Linked DNA regions of Danio rerio: region 1 is linked to region 2. Evidence: chromatin contacts called from public Hi-C data. All regions are on one chromosome and are shown on one strand. Each heading gives the region's core, a stretch centred on a gene start, on an enhancer-like site or on the middle of the called end of the contact. The rest is flanking DNA. Distances are from core to core; before and after follow the strand shown. Region 1 overlaps palld (palladin, cytoskeletal associated protein). Region 2 overlaps palld (palladin, cytoskeletal associated protein).

Region 1 (4,289 bases), core at 1,597-4,096, 66 kb before region 2:
TTGTGCCATTAATGTATTCTGTTAATCATAGATTGTCAAGTCATATCTAGGTCATATTGTGCAGTAATGTCGTCAAGACTTGTAGGTCAACGTCATATGCTGGCTGAGAGGTTACGAGAATTATCTATATGTACACATGTATCTTGATGAAAGTGTTTTTATGAATAAGAAGAGTGTTAAAGGGGAATGTAGGGGTAAAATAATAATATTAATAATAATATAAAAACACTCACCGGGTTCTGCTGCTGACCTTGGCTCTGATGAAATAGGAATATGGGAAATGAGAAAAAATTATTAATGAGAAATGAGAAAAATTTTTTTTTAAAAAGCAGCACACCAATAAACCTAGACATAAAAATAAATAGTTAATCACAATAGTTATTCACAACAAGAAAATATGTGTGGGATCTGTGAATAGTTATATATATATATATATATATGTATATATATATATATATATATATATATATATATATATATATATATATATATATATATATATATATATATATATATATATATATATATATATACACAACAGTTCTGTCTTGTTGGCTGATATCCGCACAGAATTCTGCAATAACAGCACTCATACAGCCTTCTCACACTTCTGTATTATTCCGCCCACATAGAGGGACAGCAGATCAATAAACTAAATACAGTTTAACAAATACTGCAGCTGTTGGACAACGTAATTTACTTTTTAGGCGAGACTGTAGTTGTCTAGATTGCAACTATGCAGTTTATTTATAAGGACAGTGCCTATTTTAAATACTCATACTGACGTTCCGCCAGAAGATGGAAACGCATAATAAGCCCTTAGAAAAGAAAAACTCAATTCGTAATTTCAAACTACAGCTGATCAAATAATTTTAACCCTGGTAAGTGACATTTTAAGTCGATCTCTCTCTTTTGTATGTTGTAGGGCTGTTTTTATACCAGTTTGGTAGTGCTTCTGGTAGTGTTTGCTTTGTTTAAGGCTTTTTCTGTGTTAATTTTATCCGGATATCCCAATTGCATCAGAGAAATACTAGGAAATCTCTGTAGACAAATTGCATTTCATGCCGTTCAGCCTTATAATCTTAAAATTTGAGCAAAATCACCTGTTTTGTCATCACTTTAAACATTATGCTAGAGAATCATTTAAATATTGGCATATCACAGGAGTAGCAGTGTGATTTGGCGGTGTATTGTCACTGGTGGGACACTAAGCAGACACGTTGCACGCCTCCCACTAGTGCTGATATACAACCATATCGCACTGCTACTTCTGTGATTATTGCTCATTTAAATCTGAAAATTTCTATTGAGACATTCAGTTTTGAATAAGACAGAACTATAAATGAATTACTCCCTGGCTGTGTACTGTATGTTTTACTCATTAGAGTCACTGATCTCAGTGTGTTTCATAATGACACAATGCCAGACAGAATCCTGACAGATTTGCCACACTTTTTTTAAAATGCTGAATGAAGAAAAAAAGGGATATAAAAAAAAGGTATGTGTTCAACTGAGGCAGATTTTTCCTCCAATATGAAGGCATGTGCAAAGACACAAAAACATTATTTTGTCCAAAAAGATCAAATGACTGTCGACCTAACCAGTAAGGAATTATATTTGTGCCAATGACAATTTATGTAGCGCAGAATTCAACAGGTTATGCTTTCACTCATGCTTACAAATTGGTAATCTCTATTTTGGCACACACCTTGTTTCTGTGTTTTCTGGAAAATATACAATTATATATATATATATATATATATATATATATATATATATATATATATATATATATATATATATATATATATATATATATATATATATATATATATATTGTAGCGAGTCTGCTGATGCTACGTCGCCCTGGTCACAAATTCACCCCAGCTGAAAACTCATCAGAACCGGATCGCTCACAGCTGGACCTCATCAGCCAGGGAGAGATAAAGCCAGCCCCACACAGGAGGAAATCGAGCTTCATTTCCAAATTACTCCCTGCGCTAACGCTTGTCTCTTTCTGTCTCTCCCACAGCCGAATCCAGCTCGTGACCGATCCAACACCAGAACTCTCACCAGCCTTCACCATCTCCTCGGAGCACTTGAGCACGCACCCTAAGAAGAGCACTCATTCACGCACTATTTCACTTGTAAATAAAGCACCCTCCGGGGCGTTGTTTGTAACTTTACTCAACTGTGTTTGTGTTTTCCCTCTGCCTCGCTACAATATATATATATATATATATATATATATATATATATATATATATATATATATATATATATATATATATATAAAAAATCCCAAGTACCAACAGATCATTTTACTTGCAAACTGTCTAAAGGTTCCTAAAGAACGGCTAACATCAGCTAAAAACAACAAAATCTTAGTGCAAGTAGTTCCTCTTACTCTTCTGTAGGATGCGGAAATCAGGAGAGTCCTGGATCTCCTGGCCTTCTCGAAACCATTGGACCCGCAGAGGAAGACTACCTCTGACTCGGCACTCCAGAACCACCACCTGACCTTCAGACGGCTGTGCGTCCTGCAACACCTACAGAGAACCCCAGGTTAACACTGGAAATACTGACTGAGGGCTAAACAAAGGCAAAGAGTACAAACACATGAAGAGAAAAACTGAAGTAAACCACCACTAATTCTGCTCTTTCTTCAGCACCTCTTTCATTGTCAAGTACACACTCTTTTACATTAAAGACATAATAGACTCATAGGAAAGAAGCTGTCAGCAACCCATAAAAGTCCAAGCGCAGTTTGTTTATACATGTGCATGTGAGTTGCTTTCAGTTGTGTGTTCACTCTTTGAAGCTTTGTGTAAAGTATGTGTGTGTAACAGGCTTGTGGTTACATGTGACAGGTTATAGGTTTATTTAAAGTTCAAGTCAAAAAGTATGCCTGTTTGTATGAGACTATGATGATGACATGAAACCATGTATTATAAAAGGCACATCCTCTCATTAGGAAGATTAAAGTCTCTGAGAAGAAAGAGCAAGTGGGATGATAGGGGTCTACAAAAACAAACTTTTTTTAAGGAGGTGGAAAATGATTTAGCGCAATGAGAAAACAGCTTTTGGCATTGATGTCTGCGGCTCTGCCTAGGCCTGTTCACAGAGTCACATGACCAATCACAAAGAAAAGAGAATCGTCTGAGAAAGTTCATACCATGATTCACTTCTGATTACTCAAACTAGCTGTGAATGCAGCTAAAGAAGTTCTTTTGTGGCTGTTTTGTTACCTTAGTGAAGCTAGGGGGCGCTTTAGCAAGAGCATCACCGGCATACAGTGAAGAAACTGGACTCTGGACCTGACAGAGAGAGAAAGGGAGAGAATAAGTGTGGTTATGATGATGGATCTTTCCAGAGAGAGTGAGTTTTATAAGTCCATCTGCTGTTGTCATTCCTGATGAGTCTTCCAGAAATATTTGTGCATTTGTGTATGTGTCATTGTAGTAGATTGTAGACTGGCTCCACTTACATAGACATCTTTTGTTGCAGTTGAAATCTTACTGATTGATGAATCGCAATGTGGTGTTTACAAAAAGGCTAAATAAAGCGATGATTTGGGTTGATTTGCATGTAAATATGTCAAGCTTCAAATCATACTATATTTTTATGTAGGCTTACACATTGCATGAATATACAGTAACATGTTCTAGTATTTGTGAATACCATTTTCCAATCACTTATTTTCTTTGTTTTAGAGAGACTTAATATTTATCTAGACGGTAAACCCCAACAGTCAACTTTATCACATAAAATGAGTGTAGTTAACTCAAAATGTACTGAAAGTTAATTCTACTCATTTGAAAAGAGTTTTTAACTCAGTGTTGAAGGTAATGAGTTAATTAAATACCTCAGTACTTCACTTTAAATAGAGCAAGTTCACAGTACTCATATAGATTAGATTTTTGTGAACTCAAATGGTTTGTAGCAATCAGTTTCCTCAAACGGATTGAGTTGCCTTAACTTATTGGGTTTTACAGTACTCAGTTGGTTTAAGTTCTTTTTATTTACTGGGTTTTACTGTGGTCAAATTGCCTAATTTACTCAAATGGATTAAGTTCCCAGTACTCATTAGAATTAGTTTTTGAACATAAATGGTTTGTTGCAATCGGTTTCCTCAAACGGTTTGATTTAACTTAACTTTTTGGGTTTTACAGTGAATTCAGGTTTTTTAATTAGGAAAAAAGCACATAAGGCTTTGTGCTGTGCTGCTTGTATTTTTCTAGTGGTAAAAATGACCCATTCACAGAGCCAAAACAAGCTGTCTGTGGCTT
Region 2 (4,239 bases), core at 1,679-4,178:
AATACGAATAAACATAAGTCCACGGCTAAAACCAGGACATATGGGAACAGGAGCATAAAACCGGGAACAAATCCACATACAAAAGCCAACAAACTAAAACAAAGAGGCTTAAATGCACACGGGTACAAGGTAACAAGGGGTGGAAACAATTTGTTACTAGGGATAACTGACAGGGGTAACCATAGAGACAAAAGAGGTGTGGTACAGAGCACACCCAGAGTCCAAAAAGAGTCCAAAAACACAATGCAAAGGATGAGGATTATGACAGGATGAGAGTTTAATGTATACCACTTAAATGAAGACACATTACATCAGTGACTCCACATGATGTCAGTCAACTCTGATGTACTCAGACTGAAGCTGACACATAATGATGATGTCATTTACAAGTTCAGCAGACGCAAAAGAAAACTGGCGCTCTTTCGTCACACAAGATTTGATTTCAAAAGGGTGCGTGAGAAAGTCTTCACACCCATGACTGTGTGCCAGAAATCACTAGACGATCAACAAGTTATGAATAAATAATACCCATGAAATTTGATGTCCATCCAGCAGTATCACTAACATGACATAGTATGTGGAATCTTTTTCTTTACTAAACTCTTTATTTATTAATCTGGTTTGTGTTAGACAATCTACAGTATACTGTAGTGTAGACTGAATGTGCATTTAGACTAATTTGTTGTCACATGTTCTTCAAATGAACAATATGCATCTGGCTGATTCCTACATTACCTGCAATGGATACTTTAGAACTTTGACTGTCTTCCATTGAAGATCATGAAAACTAGAGACATACAGTACACAGTTTATTCTGTCACAATTTAAAGGTTTGCACAATGTGTGTAAATATTTTTTTAGAGAGATAAAATTAAGACACTAAATAGCTTTTTCAACTGCTATTTGACAGTAAAAATATTGTTAATCACTGCCTAATTTTGTTGCACAATAGTAATTAAGAAAAAGCTATTTTGCATGCATTAGAATATATACTACTTGTCAAAAGTTTGGGGATTTTTAAATGTTTTAAAATAAGCTTCTGCTGCTCAACAAGGCTGCATTTTTTCATCAAACATACAGTACAAATTGTAAAATTGTGAAATGTTATTGCACTATAAAATAAGTGTTCAAAACAGTTATAAAAAAGTTTATAATTTAATAATTTACTTCAGGGATTTTAATGATGAATTTTCAGCCTCATTACTCCAGTCTTCAGAGTCACTCTAATAATAATTGTATCTTTTCAGCCCACTCCCTTTATTAATCTGGGGTCGCCACAGTGGAATGAACCACCAACTGCAACCCAACACTGGGAAATATCCATACACTCTCATTAACATACACTACGGTCAATTTAGCTTACCTAATTCACCTATAGCGCATGTCTTTGAACTTGTGGGGGAAACTGGAGCACCCGGAGGAAACCCACACAAACATGGGGAGTACAAGCAAACTCCACATATAAATGCCAACTGACCCAGCGGAGGCTCGAACCAGCGACCAGGCTCGAAAGCAATAATGACTCTGGAGTAATATTTTTATTTGAAACTACAAACATTAAGAAAGAAGTTATTTAAAATTTTGATAATATTTAACAATTGTGAACAATGTTTTTACATTTAATAAATGCCGTCTTGATACACGGAATCATTTTCTTTAAAAAATTTTAAAAAACTGACCCCAAACTTTTGACCGGTATTGTAAATTCCTTATAAAAATAATTTGAAGGAGAAAAAACAAAACAAAACAAAACTTTTTGAGGGGTGTCCAGTAAAGAAAGAATAGAAGATCCCTAAAAAAATGATGTTTTTCAGTTTATCAAGTAAATTGATATTCGTTTTAAACCTCTTTAAGTATTATTACTGGAAAACCATACAGAAATACTAATAAGAAGAAAGATTTTTGTCAATAAATGTTTTTTTTTCTTTCTAAAACTGAACAATGTCAGAACAACATCAAAAGCTAAACTAAACTGATACAATGATAAACTAAACCTACAAAACAAAAGTGGACAGAGTAATAAAGAGTAATAAAAAAAATCTAATTTGTTACTTCTTGTTTATATTGCATGTGAGCTGAAATTTTAAAACAGATTTCTTCTCCTTCTTCTTGACAAAGAAACAAAGCTTTTTTGAGTTTCCAGTAAGGAAAGGATAAAAAAACTCTAAAAATATGGATGTTTCAGTTTATCAACTCAACTGATATTTATTTCAAAGCTATTTCAGTATTATTACTGGAAAACGATACAAAAGTACTGATAAGGAGAAAACAAATTATTCAATATTGAACAATGTCAAAACAACATCAAAACAGCTAAACTTACTAAAACTATGATAAACAAAACAAAAGTGGACCGAAATAAAAAAGGAATACAAAAAAAAAAAAGATTTGTTACTTCTAGTTTATATTGCATGTAAGTTGAGATGTTTGTATTTTCAAACTGATTTCTTCTCCCTTCTACTGTAGAAAGCATCAAGCTACTTATTTACCTTTGGCCTGTCCATGCAAACTACAAGAAGCATGTCTCAATAAATATAACACAGGGTAACGTAACACCTGCATGTAATCACTACAGTATAAATACCTCGTCTCTCTCTGAGGTGCGAGTTTTTGTAAATTAAACTGCTCTTGCACAATCTGACTCAAACCTGAGATGCAACACTCCCATCTAGAGGCTAAGAATCCCACCGTCAGTCCATCTCCAATTAACAGCAGGTCACACATATTGTATCTCCCTTTAGAGCAATTCTCTTTGCTCTCTCCCTCTCTCTCTCTCTTTCCTCACATCTACATATTTCCTAAGAAGGTGCAGAAAGGTGGAGAAAGTAAATCCGTGTGGAAAGTGTCAAGTCATGGCATGGATAGCATTCCTGAGCCTGGCTCCTCCATGCCGGGCGAAGGACTATTTATATTGATGGGACGAGGCCCGGTTGCAGTGGCAGACAGAGAAGGATGAGGCTTTGCATTTCCAGTGTGCAACCACCACATCCATGGAGTCCAAGTGTGTTTCTGTTCCCTTTCATTATGCAATCCCATGTGGGCAGAAATCCCCTTTTACTGTTGCCCCTCTAAAGCTCAATGATAAACCTGCTGTTGCTGGGGTGGAAAGCAGCGTGTGCTGGGCTAACTTTTATACTGAGTTAAAAGGATAGTTCACCCTCAGAAAAGTTCTACATTTTAATGAGTTACTTTCTTCACTTTTAAAGGGCAGGGTTCTACACAATTCATTCATGTTGTCCCAACACAAATCGGTTAAGTCAACTTAACAAATTTAAGTAAATTAAACATAAATCAATTAAGCTGTCCCAAAAACAATCTCAAGAATTATGTTGTTTAAGCTCATTTTAGATTAGTAGTTTGAACAATCATCAAATGCTCATCATGTTTTGAGTGTTCTGTTAAACTTAAAGAAAGAGAAAAAAGACTAACTTGCATGTTTTGTTTTTTCTGTCCCAATCATGAACATCCATGACTGGTTTTTCTTCAACATTCTTCAGAATATCTTCCTTTGTGTTCAACAGAAGAACACAACTCATAAAAGTTTAGAAGCACTTAAATGCAAGTAAATTATTAGAATTGTTTGGGGTGAAATATCTCTTTAAGTTGCTATTTTCTGTTCACTTCTGTGAAAACAAATTGTAAGGGCAGGCTGAAATATTTCCATCCTGATCCAAACTGGTTTATTCTGGTTAGAACTGGTCACGCTGGTGAGGTACAGCATGCTGTTCACCAGAAAGACTTCATGTTACATGTCAACAATGCATAATGAGGACCAAATTAACAGCTTTCCGCACTGACAGTGCCCCTAAAAATAATACTGTGAAAATGCATTGTAAACCTAGTCAAGAAACTAAATATTTTGCATTGAATCATTTGAAACAAGTCAGAATGAACCTCTCACCGATTATTTTAGGTCTATGATGAGGTCTCATTTTGATGTCTGCATCAAATTAAATGTACAAATCTGTTTTCATACAGTTGAAGTCAGAATTATTAGCCCCCTTCGAATTTATTTCTACTTTTTTAAATATTTCCCAAATGAAGTTTAACAGAGCAAATTTTCACAGTATGTCTGTTAATATTTTTCTTCTAGAGAAAGTCTAATTTGTTTTATTTCAGCTAGAATAAAACTTGTTTTTAATTTTTTAAACACCATTTTAGGGACAAAATTATTAGCCCCTTTAATATATTTTTTCTCGAGAGACTAAAGAACAAACCACCGTTATACAATAACTTGCC

What was found. Hi-C and Micro-C count contacts between places; a contact is called where the count stands out from the background.
Region 1: a Hi-C map of an unstated tissue shows a contact between it and region 2, with 2.4 times the contacts expected there. The contact joins two enhancer-like sites. A contact is called at or near these places in 3 of 18 Hi-C or Micro-C datasets (caudal fin, hematopoietic stem cells and an unstated tissue).

The regions. Positions count from the first base shown.
Region 1 is chr20:26,175,293-26,179,581 of GRCz12tu, reverse strand. It overlaps palld (palladin, cytoskeletal associated protein), which reads right to left. Exons shown (of 20, transcript XM_073934094.1): 6 at 3,249-3,317; 7 at 2,408-2,549; 8 at 234-257. Among named protein-coding and RNA genes, the nearest start is that of palld, 77 kb to the right of the region's middle. Within about 2 kb of position 2,846, at least 5 of the 62 cell types and tissues checked have an H3K27ac peak or open chromatin away from gene starts, as enhancers often do.
Region 2 is chr20:26,109,585-26,113,823 of GRCz12tu, reverse strand. The region is part of intron 2 of palld (palladin, cytoskeletal associated protein); the gene reads right to left. Among named protein-coding and RNA genes, the nearest start is that of palld, 11 kb to the right of the region's middle. Within about 2 kb of position 2,928, at least 6 of the 62 cell types and tissues checked have an H3K27ac peak or open chromatin away from gene starts, as enhancers often do.